Linked DNA regions of Gossypium hirsutum: region 1 is linked to region 2. The links are chromatin contacts, called in public Hi-C maps. All regions are on one chromosome and are shown on one strand. Each heading gives the region's core, a stretch centred on a gene start, on an enhancer-like site or on the middle of the called end of the contact. The rest is flanking DNA. Distances are from core to core; before and after follow the strand shown.

Region 1 (2,700 bases), core at 10-2,509, 130 kb after region 2:
GACAATTTTGCACTGCTTTTTCTTGAGGTTCACTGCTTCCATTGCTATGGGTTGTGTTTTGTTTGATTTTTAACACTGTAATATAAGGAGGGTCTGAGATATTATAGGCCTTAAACGTGTAGATAAGAAAGCGAAGGGGGAAGCTCAAAACATTTAAGGGCAGTAGTTGCCGTGGTTTTTCTAGTAACCTAACCTGTTTTTTTGAGTTCCATGGTGTTGTGTTATATTTTTGTTACTTTGGTCCTGGTTTTTTAAGCGAAAGCCGTCGTATTGTGGGGGAATGTATGGATATTTTGTGTTTTGATCTGGATAATTTATTTTTCTTTTTATTATGTCAGACTGGATAATTAAGATCAGAAATAAAATATTAAAAAAATGACGTATGTAATGTTACTAACAGTCAAGTGGGGATGAAGATCTGTAATTTTGACTGAATATAGAATCAACTAGCTATTGCCAAATCAATACCAGCATCCGCAATTAACTGGGTTTTTTTTCCATCATTACTATATGAATTTATATTTGAATAATCAATAAAATAACAATAATACATTATAAATAATGAATAATGAAATTACATTTGACTATATAATAATACATTATGAAAAGAACCTAACATTGAACCCATTTGCCAAAAGTGTTCATCTCAACTCGAAATAAATGTCTTATTTAGTGGCATTATATAACCATAAACCGATACAAGATAATACTTTTCATGACCTCGTTAAGGATGTGATATACAAAGAATATTTAAATCCCAATTCAGTCTAAGGTCGTGATTGGCTGGAAGAAAGATAGGTGTCTTTTTTGTACTTTTATGGTCAAAAACTAAATCAGTTACTATTAGGTGTGCAAGTTGAGAAAAAAGTCAAGAAAAGCCGACTTTAAAAATCAATTAAATATCTGTGTATGAGATTCAAAAACTAAGGCCTAAATATCAAAACTCTTGAAGATTTTTCTTCTTTTAGACGTGACCTAAACATAGTCGCGAGTGCTACTTCATTTTTTGTGAGACCACAGAAACTAGAAAGGGAAGTGATTTCCTAGCACAAACCGGCTAAACACCCCCGACACTTTTAAGAAAATCCAAGTTAAGAAAGGGATGTGATTATGAGATTTGCCACTCATTTTTACCTTTTTGGTTTTAGGTGCGCTGACGGATGTAGCGGTTGAATGTTGTGTGTTCGGAGGAACTTTCAGGCATCGATGAATCGAATATCAAAGGTGTGAGCATGTATCTGCCATACATTTAAGGCGGCGTATTCCTCTAAACATTCTTTCAACTGAGCTTCACTATATCCCTCTACAAAACAAGAATTTTTAAGCAGTAAGAAACTTCGTATAATCTTTGATTATGAAAGGCGTATTAACATGTCAGAGCATAACTCAAACAACTATAAGCAGTACAAATAAACAGCATTTGGGATTAGCTTTCTAAGACCAACAAGTAATATATGACAAATTGCTCAAGATAGAAAAAAAAACTTTTTTTCCTTTAACTTCTGAATTTTCTTGCTTTTTCTCTCTAAATTATATCAAATGCTTACAAACTATTTATATCTTCTTGCTCTTGAGCATTGACCGAACCATATCGAGAATAGTCCGGTTCTTCCTCTCTGCCACACCGTTTTGTAGGGGAGAGTACGGTGCGGTTAGGAATCGTCTTATGCCTTTTTCCTCACAATACTCCATGAAAGCCGTCGAACCATACTCGCCACCTCTATTGGATCGTACAGATTTGATGTGTCTACCGGTTGCCTTTTCTACCATCACTTTGAACTTTTTAAACACCTCGAACGCCTCAGATTTTTCTTTCAAAAAATAAACCCAAGTTTTTCGTAAGATATCATCGATAAAGGAAATGAAATACCTTTTACCGCTAAAAGATTTGGGGGTTATTGGTCCACATATGTCGGCATGAATCAATTCGAGAGGTTGTTTAGCCCGATATTCTACCTTCTTTTAAACGAAGTTCTCGCATGCTTTCCGAGCACACATTCTTCATAAAAAAAATTTCTCGTAGTCCATGTCCGGTAGCCCGTGCACCATGTTCTTCTTCGCCAACTCGTTTAGACCACCATAATGTAGGTGACCAAAACGGAGATGCCACAGCGACACCTTATCTTTTATGTCGACTTGCAAACATTTTCCTCGAACGCTTCTCAAATTCAACTTGTACATGCGATTTCTCCCCATTTCAACTCGAGCGACCAAATGCCCTTGCTCATCTTTCAAGTGTAACACCCGGTCTCTCATAAGTACCGCATAACCCTTTTTCATGAGTTGCCCCATACTCAAAATGTTGCTCTTGAGGTCTGGTACATAATAAACATCTTGGATAGACCCAACTAACCCATCTTTTTGTAAATAACAAATGGTACCTTGGCCTTTTACCTCAACTTTTGACACATCTCCAAACGACACATATGGTTGCTTGCACCCGTGTCAAGGTACCACACCATGTTGTTATTGGTGTTGACTTCGTTGTGTGCTATCAAGAGAAAACCTTCTTTTGCCTCATCATCTTCCTTGGTTAGGTTGGTTGTTTCTTCCACCTTTTTCACGTCACGACATCCTTTCGCAAAATGCCCCGTCTTACCACAATTGTAACACTTATCAGAGTTGCAATCTTTCGAATAGTGACCATATTTGCCACACTTGTAACACTCGATGTTGGAATACTTCAACCAACCGCCTCTT
Region 2 (2,700 bases), core at 82-2,581:
TTTCTCTTTCTTTCTTTTTTGCCAAGCTTAATAAATAGACTGAAGTTCAATATTTTAAATATATTTATATTCTAATATTTTTAACCTAAACATATATTTCATGTCCGTTTGAGAGATTCATGATTACTTTTTTCAGTAAAATTACCTCTAAAGTTTGAACCTAAATTTTTATCTTGAAAATAAAATATGTTTTACCAATACACCTAACCACTTATTTATCAAATTTAATTTAAATAATAATAATAATAATAATATTATTACTATAAAGTAAAATCAACTAAATTAAAATAAAATAAAGTCATCTTTTGTGCCCATTGTAATTTATTGGCCAAACGCAAAAGCTTCCCCTGTAATAATTTGAACATAATTTGCACAAAGAAGTAAAAAACCCCTAACCAATTAACATTATAAATTCTTCCCACTATTACCATGCATTTGCATTCTTCACAAATTAAATTAATATTTGATGCATTAAAAGATATGCATTTTTATTAAAAATATAATAATTTTATTTATTTTAAATTACACATTGGTTTATTGATAATGTGATTAGATGAATATAAACTACAGCATTAACCTATAATATTAATTAGGTTTTTAAAACTAAAACAACCGCTAAGGCATTATGTATTCCTAAAGAGGTGACTTGGGTTTGACTTTTCAAGATAAATATTAGTAGGCTTAATCAGCATGAATCCCATAAAAATGACTCCAAAAAACCTAAAACAACCAATGTGGGATTTTAAACTCTCTCTCAACCTTCTTCTCCTTTATAGTATCCAAGCTGGGTTTCCATCCCTTGCCTGAAAATTGCCTATTCAAATACACCGGCGGATTTTCCCAACTCTCTGGAAACAACTCCGTCAAATATCCACTCTCCTCCGGCCTCTCACCGCCGGCACTTTCCTTCTTCTGCAACTGCAACTTTTGTCCCATCCCTTCGAGTACACGATAATCCGCAGTGCAAATCCTCGCAAACAAAGGAACACACTTCGGGGACGACGATAAGATCGACTTTGATCTCGACACCGAATTCGCGCTCGACAGTACACGACAAGCTTCCTCCGACGACAACGCGATCGGCTGCCCACGTTTCATAGGTAGCATTATGTAAAGCTTTTTTACGTCGAGTTTATGGTCCGCCGGCAATGGGATTAGCCTCTTTTGATGAACTCCAGCGTTGAACTCCACGACCACTTGCTGCGGATGCTCCACCATCAGCTCTGCAGCTTCCACGATCCCGCCGAACTCCTGAACCGTGCCGTCCCAGAGAATTACTTTCCCTGTAGAATCAGATGGAAAGCATGTGGCAGTGCTAATATAGTTACCCATGATAGGATAGTTATATGAAAGAAAAGGGATTTTCAGTCATATGAATTGAAAGGAGTTTAATTATGAAAGCATTTTATGTAGGAACTTGGAGAGGGGTCTTCAAGTTGTAGGATTTGTTAGTTAAACTGCTACAAATATTGTGAATGATTTTGTGGTGGACTTTATTAGTATCATGAAAACTAGGGTCGTTGGCTTTTAGGCCATTTTCATCAACATCAGTCATCATCTGATGGATTAATCCAACGGTGGTAAATGCCATAGACATGTGGGGCCTCCGGTGTAGGTTCTACTGCACCTTGCTTGATCAAAAATGAAGTCAAACAAATGGTTGAACCATAACTGTTTTGGCCAATTTAATGCTTTATGTTAGGTCAATTTCTAGTTTATATATAAATTAATAAATATTTACATTTGTATATATATACATATATAAGAGATTGAAATTTGGTTAAATTTTGCTATTAGAATTGTATTTGTGTAAGTTATGGATTTAGTTTATGTATTTTAATATGATCAATTTTTATCTTTATACTTTTCGAATTTTAAAATTAGTATTGACCAAATAGTAGCAGCTAAATCTATTTGGTTAAATTATACTGTTAGTCATTTATTATGCGTACAGTTATAGATTTAATTTATGTTCTCGAAATGTATCATTCTTAGTTGCTATATTTTTTTAATTTTAAAATTTTAGTCCTAATGCAAACGACAATCGTTAAATCTATTAACTAAATTTTCATGAGTAATATATGAAAATAACAAGCTAACATAACATTATACATGCGATAATATATTTAACGCATCAAATTTTGAAAATAACATAATTTAACTTAATGAATTAAATAGTTACCATTGCTCATGAATAAAATTTTTAAATTCTAAAAGTATAAGAACTGAAAATGACCAAATTAAAGTATAGATGTTAAATCCACAACTTATGTAAAGTGCAAGTTCTAATAGAAGAATTTGACCTAGAAATTTAAACCTAGATAATTTATCATTCCACTTGTGATTCAAGCAACTAGTAAATTCTAATTTTAGTTCTAAATTAGGGTTTAGTTCAAGGGCATGTAAAGAGTTTGGCTCTCTCTCAAAATAATAAATCTATCATTTAATACCTTCAAAATTTATAAAAATATAAATTAATATAATGTTAAAATCATACTTTGACATAAAAAATCAATAATTCATTTATGGGTCCCAATTCAGTTTTATGGCATTGTCCTTGAGTCCATATACCTTAATTTAAAATAGTTTGATCTCTCTACTTTTGCAATATCATTTTTTAATACAAATAGTTAACATAATTACTTATTCTAGTTAAAATGCTAGGGTGAACTTTTTCTTAAAAGCACCATTACCAACAAA

What was found. A called contact is a pair of places that touch in the nucleus more often than the background predicts.
Region 1: a contact with region 2 is called in a Hi-C map of leaf, with 2.4 times the contacts expected there. The contact joins the promoter of LOC107926868 here to the promoter of LOC107926884 in region 2. A contact is called at or near these places in 15 of 34 Hi-C or Micro-C datasets (anther, callus, fibers and 3 more).

The regions. Positions count from the first base shown.
Region 1 is chrA08:94,951,807-94,954,506 of Gossypium_hirsutum_v2.1, forward strand. It overlaps LOC107926868 (universal stress protein A-like protein), which reads right to left and starts at 1,260. Exons shown (of 5, transcript XM_016857806.2): 1 at 1,135-1,260; 2 at 1-75. The coding sequence starts at 42. It also overlaps the pseudogene LOC107926877.
Region 2 is chrA08:94,818,194-94,820,893 of Gossypium_hirsutum_v2.1, forward strand. It overlaps LOC107926884, which reads right to left and starts at 1,332. Exons shown (of 1, transcript XM_016857821.2): 1 at 721-1,332. The coding sequence starts at 1,332. The coding sequence ends at 721.